Regions from separate parts of the Danio rerio genome. Here region 2 is linked to region 1. Evidence: chromatin contacts called from public Micro-C data. All regions are on one chromosome and are shown on one strand. Each heading gives the region's core, a stretch centred on a gene start, on an enhancer-like site or on the middle of the called end of the contact. The rest is flanking DNA. Distances are from core to core; before and after follow the strand shown.

What was found. A called contact is a pair of places that touch in the nucleus more often than the background predicts.
Region 2: a contact with region 1 is called in a Micro-C map of caudal fin, with 13 times the contacts expected there. The contact joins the enhancer-like site here to the promoter of prkcha in region 1. A contact is called at or near these places in 1 of 18 Hi-C or Micro-C datasets (caudal fin) and 1 of 4 datasets of contacts at active chromatin or transcription factors (caudal fin).

What each region holds. Positions count from the first base shown.
Region 1 is chr13:35,121,723-35,126,017 of GRCz12tu, forward strand. prkcha (protein kinase C, eta, a) reads left to right here and starts at 2,565. Exons shown (of 14, transcript NM_001123056.1): 1 at 2,565-3,073. The coding sequence starts at 2,723.
Region 2 is chr13:35,268,389-35,272,683 of GRCz12tu, forward strand. All of the region lies in intron 3 of syt14a (synaptotagmin XIVa), which reads right to left. Among named protein-coding and RNA genes, the nearest start is that of sertad4, 33 kb to the left of the region's middle. Within about 2 kb of position 2,098, at least 18 of the 62 cell types and tissues checked have an H3K27ac peak or open chromatin away from gene starts, as enhancers often do. A contact at or near this core is called in caudal fin, where this site is marked.

The DNA.
Region 1 (4,295 bases), core at 1,315-3,814:
TTATCTTTTCGACTTAGTCCCTTTATTAATCTGGGATCGTCACAGTGGAATGAACAGCCAACTTATCCAGCATATGTTTTACGCAGGGGATGCCCATTCAACTGCAACCCATCACTGGGAAACATCCATACACACTCATTCACACCCATCCACTATGGCCAATTTTAGCCTACCCAATACACTTATACTGGATGTTTTTGGACTTCTCGCGGTGCAAACCGGAGCACCCGGAGGAAACCCACGCGAACACGGGGAGAATATGCACACTCCACACAGAAATGCCAACTGGCCCAGCCTGGGCTTGAACCAACCACCTTCTTGCTGAAAAGTGATTGTGCTACCTATTTCAATGCACACATGCAGAAATGAGTTGTGAACAACAGACACTAGCTCACACACTGCCTGATTTCAGTCAAAGTTCAGTAGGTAGAACAGTTGTGCTCTTCTCTCCTCGATGGCCTGAGTTTCAACTCCCAGACCGAGCTGCAGGTGAAGAGGCCAGTCCTGTAATGAAGACCCGAGAGGAGACTAAACCACAAGACCATTAATTCAATGCTGATCCAACGCAGAATACACGTTTAACACTGTTTCATACAACACAACACTCAAGAGAAGGTGAGAGCAACAAGGTCAGAAGGCGACTCCATAAAAAACTGCACATGGGTCTGATGGATGAAGAATTGAAGCTGTGGGAATGTTAAGCTGGAGCGTCTCCTGCTGGCCGGTAATCATACTACACCCGAATCACCAACTCAGCATCACTGCATCATCATCACCAAACCAGCAGAAACTCCATTTTTGACAATATTGGAAATAAAGTAGCGGATGTAGCCTAGACGATAGATAATAATGTACGTTCGCCGTTTTAAAGTAACCAGCTGTAATTTTAGGCCTACGTGTCTCTGGTCTACAAACATTTAAAAGTACATTTTCTATTGTAATTTATACATCACCCGAAAGCTAAACAAACAAGACTTATATTTTTGTATATTCTGTTAGGATAGGACATTATTTGGTCGAGTTAACTATTTGAAAATCTAGAATACGAGAGTTAAAAAACTAAAATCTAAATAAGCCCACACTGTAAAAAAAAAATCTGTAAAATAACAGTAAAATGACTGTATATTTTAACAGATTTTTTCCGTATACACGTATTACGGGTGTTTTTCAAGCAGTGAGAAAATCGCCTTTAATGTACTACTTATAAAGAACATCGTATACATTTGTGTAGGCCTATTTGTTTTATTGTTTTTGCCTAATTTTAATTGTTATATAAATGGCATTTTTTTTTATCAACGACGTATATACTATTAGTATTAGATATAATTTAAACAGTCCTATACAGTATATATATATATATATATATATATATATATATATATATATATATATATATATATATATATATATATATATATATATAGTTAAAGTCAGAATTATTAGCCCCCTTCAAATTTTTTTCTTCTTTTTAAAATATTTTCTAAATGATGTTTAACAGAGCAAGGAAATTTTCACAGTATGTCTGATAATATTTTTTCTTCTGGAGAAAGTCTTAATTGTTTTATTTCGGCTATAATAAAAGCAGTTTTTAATTTTTTAAACAATTTTAGGGGCAAAAATATTAGCCCCTTTAACCTATATTTTTTGTCGATAATCTACAGAACAAACCACTTTTATACAATAACTTGCCTATTTACCCTTACCTGCCTAGGTAACTTAATTAACCCAGTTAAGCCTTTAAATGTCACTTTAAGCTGTATAGAAGTGTCTTGAAAAATATCTAGTAAAATATTATTTACTGTCATCATGGCAAAAATATCTAGTAAAATATTATTTACAGTCATCATGGCAAAGATAAAATAAATTCGTTATTAGAGATGAGTTATTAAAACTATTATGTTTAGAAATGTGTTCAAAAAATTTGCTCTCCGTTAAACAGAAATTGGGGGGGGGGGGGGGGGGGCAATTAAGCGGTCTAAAAATTCAGGGGGGCTAATAATTCTGACTTCAACTGTGTGTGTATATATATATATATATATATATAATTTTTTAACCCCATATTTTATGCATACTTAATTTACAAAACTGTCTTAGCAAAATTGCATTCATCAATTTTAATTTTATTTAATAAAATTAACGAAACAATAGGCGCACTCAAATGTCTGCCAACAGATGACGCTGTTTCCCTACTCAAAATAAATCAGGTGTGTTTTGTTTTTCCAACCCATTTTCACGTGCAGCAGGTACATCAAAGATGGTGCGCTCTTGTCTTTGTTTCTATAAAGAAACGCATTTGGACATTTTTTACTATCGGTCCATCTCAAACTGACCCATCAAAAGTGCCCTGTCTGAATTTAAGTCCACTTGGACGGGCTGTGGGAGAGTCGAGAAAAGTACTCAGCAAAGTCCATCTACTGTTATCTCACATTACGGATATAACAGGAAGGTTTAATGACAGAGCGAGAAACATTGTTGTTCCTGCATTTATCGAGGAAGACGCGTTCATTCAGGCGTTCAGGCGACAGAAAAACTCCTTCACTTCCCCTTTCTGCCCTCTCACTTCAGTTCTTCCGCAAAGCAGGTGTTTTCAGCAGCGCGTTTCAGATGCAGACGCTTCTAACTGCCGTGCGTTTGCCCATTTACGGTTCCCCATGTCCCCGTGTGAGTAATACAGCGTCCAGCGTTTAAGTCTTTCAGACGTGTATTTTGCTCAGAAGGCATCATGAAGTTTAACGGATATCTGAAGTTGCGTATCGGTGAAGCGGTGGACCTGAAGCCCACGACCACCTCCATGCGCCACGCCGTGATGTTCAACAAGGCGACCCAAACACTAGACCCCTACATAGTCGTGAAAGTGGACGAGTATAAGATCGGACAGACGCACACCAAGCTGAAAACCAACATGCCCACTTATAACGAGGAGTTCTCCGTTAACGTAAACAACGGTAAGCAAGTGGAGCTCGCCGTTTTTCATGACGCACCGATCGGTTACGATGACTTTGTGGCCAACTGTACTATCCAGTTTGACGATCTGATGAAGACCAACAGCAGAGAGGAGTCTTTTGAAGGATGGGTGAGCAAAGAATAAAGAGTTTCTTCTATTTTATAACGTGCATAATGTTGACATCATTTTGAATATTTAGACAAGTGCAGAATAAACATGATGTTTGTTTTGATGGGACAGACGTGAGTGAGCATCTATGAATAGAGTTATTGTCCCATATGCAGAATAGGAGACTCGTGAGAATGTTCACATGAAGACGTTATACAATTGGCGTCAGATTTGAGTTTTGCAGAAAAGTGGCAGAGTTTAATTATTAATGCTAAATATACACATCTTACAAATATTTAAAGTTTGAGCAGTTTCATACAAATGTCAACCTTCCTATGAAAAAAATAACTTATTACCAAAATAGTGAAACCTTTCTACGTTGTATCCGTAGGCTTATACTGTAAAAATACTCAAAAATGTCTCTGTCAGTGTTTTCAAACAATTATATTTAATTTACCAAAGTCACATACGCAGCGGAGAGACGTCACATCCATAACCAAGCTTTTTCCTCATAAATGCAAAAATGTCAAGTAAAATAGAATCACTATTTTTGGTTTTATAGAGTTCCCACTCTTATCCACTTCTATCCTGTTGATTCACGTTGTTTCAGTTGGGTTGTGGAGTTTAATTCACAGAATTTCTGCAAAGTATTTTGAACACTGTAAACTTGCATACTTTTTGGTCACATCCACAACGCATGTTTATTTTCCTCATTTCCAATATAAAAATGTTTGCAGATTGATATTTTACTGATCCCATGAATTGTGTTTTGTTGTTTTGGAAAATATAAACATGTTTCAATATAATGTTAACATTTACGCTCTCTGTGAATTTATGAGTTGAGTTTTTACTACAAATGTCACATCCATTACGCTGGAATTGCTTGTATGTTATTTTTTCACACAGTAGGTACACACATACATCTCCAAAAATAAAATAACAAAATAAAAAGTTTAGGATCATAAACTGTCAGCACATTAAATCACTAAATATGGAAAAGTAAGTAGTGTAATATTTCGTCATCAACTGTAGCTGATTTTGATGCTTTTATCAATCTTTGATTCTAATATTTGCATGCTGTGAATTAAGTTTGAAAAGTGTGCAAGGTCTCTTGTAGTGCAAGTAAAAAAAATGTAAAAATGTACTTTTTTTGTACATTAAAACGTAAATTAAATTGGTAGTTTAGAAACGTTTTTAATGTATTATATTAATGAGTTTAAAATGGTTTTAGATGAAAAAAATT
Region 2 (4,295 bases), core at 848-3,347, 150 kb after region 1:
GTGCACGTTTAATAAACAAATCGGCACTTTTCATTTTTCAAATGCAGAAACTGAAGGGAATTTGAGGATCTGCTGATGCTGCTAGTGGCTCTATGAAATTGAAATTGAGATGAATGGTGAAACGTGGCCTGATTTACCTGCGTTCACCCTACAAGTGAAGCAGCTCTGTAGCGAGAATGAACCAAGTGCCTGTTGCCATAGTAACATGCTGCTGGTCAGGACAGGAAGATTTAGTGATCTTATAAATACAGTGCATTCACACATACACATACACATGCACACACAGCTGCTTCTGTTTTGATGCAACTACCTGTAGTTCTGACTATTAGAAACTCAGACATTGCTGAGGCTCTACGTTTTATCAAGAAGTAGATTATTTTTATATATAATATTCTAAATTCTCTTCATCCCTCATATAATATTTATAAATATAATAATTTTAATTAACAAATTACATCATCACTCACTGGCTTACTCACTCTGCTTTGCTTGATTCCATTCTTTATCAGGGGTTGCCACTGTGGAATCAACTGCCAATTACATTTTCAGCAGAACAATTTTAGAAGTAAAAAAACCCTGTTCTATTACATTAAATAATGATGACAAAATTAATAATTGTAATACATTATAATAAATAATTGTGCAATTAAATTACCGGTAAGAATAATATATATATTTAAAACTGAAAAATTAAGACAATTAATTAATTCAATTATGAATTAAATTTTAGATTTATACAGGGCTTAATAAATTAAATAAATTTATGAGTGTCCCTAACAAAAATATTTAATACATTTAATAATACAAAAATAATAATAATTTTGTTTGAATTTTTTAAAATAAATTTTCAAATACACTTGAAGTCAGAATTATTAGCCCCCCTGATTATTTTTTCCCCAATTTCTGTTTAACGGAGAGAAGATTTTTTTCAACAGATTTCTAAACATAATAGTTTTAATAACTAATTTGTAATAACTGACCTGTTTTATATTTGCCATGATTACAGTAAATAATCTTTGATATATTTTTCAAGACACTTCGTTACAGCTTAAAGTGATATTTAAAGGCTTAACTAGGTTAAATATTAAGGTTAGGTTAATTAGGCAAGTTATTGTATAAGGATGGTTTGTTCTGTAGGAAAAAAAATAAAGCTTAAAGGGGCTAATAATTTTGACCTTAAAATGGTTTTTTAAAAAATTTAAAACTGCTTATATTCTACCTAAAATAAAACAAATAAGACTTTCTCCAGGAGAAAAAAATATTATCAGACATACTGTGAAAATTTCCTTGCTCTGTTAAACATTATTTGGGAAATATTTAAAAAAGAAACAAAAATCAAAAGGGGTAAATAATTCTAACTTCAACTGTATAGTTTTGATATTGGAAAAAGGTTGAATAGATGATGATATTTATGACAATTACTACTGTATATTGATTATTACTTTAATTCATAACCTGAAATATGTATATTTTCTAAATCATAAATGAATTGTGTTTTTAAAATTTGACTATACTAAAATGGATATGCACCAGGATACAGCAGGCGCAAACTCAGAATCAGAGTTTACTTTTAATGAGGCTGGATGAAAGAAGCATTGCTGCGATTAAGGCGATAGAGAAGCACTCTTGTTTTCATTTCACGTTGAATGACGTCTTTGATCATCAACACTGCAGCATTTTCAACCTCCGGCAATGAGCAAAAATGTCTGTGAATGAGAGGCTCTGCCCTACTGTATATCTTGTGTTTCAATTTGATCTGAATGCCAGTATTGATGCCAGAACTACAACAGTTGGAATTGCCAAGAAGAGTGATCAATAGCGTGACCCTGAACTTGATTTTTTAGGGCTCATAAACCGTCCAAACAACACGCAATGAATAGCAATACTAAAGCATCAGTAAGGTGTTATAAACCTCTTTGGTTCCAACAGCAAACGCTCAGCTCATTTGTTATGTATGAGTGAAGGAATGTGTGTATGTGTGTTTGTGCAATGTGAATGTGAGCGTAAATGTAAATGTGTGTGTGTTTTAGCAGCTCATGTATTATACAGATGGCCTGAGGCTACAGGCTCTCCTGCCTCCAGGAAAACAGCTCATGAGAAAAGCATGCGGCTCTATGTGTCTCTGTGTGCAGTAGTTCACAGAAGCAGAGGCTGAAATCAGAGAGAGATTTTCCACCCGCTTCCTGCTTTTTTTCTTTCTGACAGCACTTCCCTTTGACACATTTTCATTCTCTTTATAGCCCGTCGTAATCTTCCTGCTCTGTTTTCCAGATAATTCCAGCAGGGATTTTGGCTCGGAATGCAATAATGGCAATTGAGGGACAATTGGAAGTAGAGAAAATAACCCTAATCCTGTTCATTACCCATGATTATTGACAGTCATCACAGAGCCATTTATGTAGCAGTTTAAAAGCAGAGATCATCATCTTTCTCTCAAAAGCAGAATAACAGAATTGTGTCCTTTTCTAAGAAAGGTTTTTTTTCTTTCTTCTTTCATCTTGCCTCATACTGCAGCTCTGTGAGTGTTTGTGTGGAAAAAGTAGAAGAAGAAAAACAAACAAACAATGTGTTCTGGCTCTTTATGTAAAAATTTATTCTTCCAAAACCATCCAGATTCACTTGACATGTGATATATGCATGATCTGAACCCTTTTACTCTCTGTAAAACTCACCGCTGCCAGAGAAAAAAACAGCCCACAGTCATTTTTATTAAAAACAGCTTTCATTCAGATTTTTCTTCTGGGTCTGTTACTGACTTTTCTATGAAAAAAGTTCTGAGTCATGCCAGAATTCCAGTGAAAAACAGGCATGTCTTATCTCACCATTTGTTGTTAAGCAGCGCCATCTAGTGTAATGATAAAAAAATGCATTTATTCATTCATTCATTCATTTTCTTGTCGGCTTAGTCCCTTTATTAATCTGGGGTCGCCACAGCGGAATGAACCGCCAATTTATCCAGCAAGTTTTTTTACACAGCGGATGCCCTTTCAGCCGCAACCTATCTCTGGGAAAATACATGCATTTAGTTGGCCATTTTTCAAGATAAGCCTTTGGTGTGTCCAGAACGTGTCTGTAAACTTTCAGCTGAAAATACCCATCAGATTTTTCATTATAGATGCTAGTATCTGCCCATTTTTGGCTTTTGAATACATTAAAGCTGTTTTTGTAGCCTATGGCTTTAAATGCAAATGAGCAGCTTCTCCCCGCAAACAATTCCCCCCTGCATGTCTGCTTTTCATTATACATTGTGTCAGATAAACAGCCGTCAGTGATAGAGAAAGACTCTGATGAAGCTGTGATTTACTGACACCATGTGGTGGTGATTATAGCTGTTAAGAATTAAATAGCGATTTTACTTTCTTTATTACAAACATGCTGTTTTAAAAACGTTTAAACTTAGAAAAATCAGAAAAGTCACAGAGTTTATTTTCAAAAAATGTTCTGTGGACCTGTATATATGTTATTACAGAAATATGACGATATGTCAATCAATTCGGTGAGCGGGGAAAACCACACTCCTACATAATGTTGCGGTGGGCCTCAAAATCTGTGGGATTTGGGTCCTATTTTAACATCAGGATATTTTTAAAAAGAGACTTCTTGTGTTTATATCATTCCAAAATGACAGTGGATACACTACATACACACAGGTCTGTCCAAACAGCTTCCAGATGATTTTTACCATAAGTGTCCTTTATAGGGATAGTTAACGCAAAAATGATATAAAAAAAAAAAAGACAATTTTCTCACCCTCAAGTCAAGTGTTTCCAAATCTATACTTTTTCTGTTGAACAGAAAATAAATTATATTAAAGAATATTAGAAATTGGTACTTATTGACTTCCATAGAGAAAACAAATACTATGGAAGTCAGTGGTTACTGGTTTCAAAATTATTTTTCATTCATTCATTCATTCGTTCATTCATTCATTCATTTGCACGCGCACACACACACACACACACACACACACACACACACACACACACACACACACACACACACACACACACACACACACACACACACACACACACACTCAATTGCTTACCCAATTCACCTGTACCACATCTCTTTGGACTTGCGGGGGAAACTGGAGCAACCGGAGGAAACCCATGCAAACACGGTAGTAACATACAAACTCCACACAGAAATGCCAACTGACCCAGCCGAGGCTCGAACCCGCGACCTTCTTGCTGTGAGGCGAACAGGCAAACCTCTTTTGTGTTAAAGAAAACACTGAATCTCAAATGTGTTTGTGACAAGTGAAGGGGGACGAAATGATCACAGAATTTTTG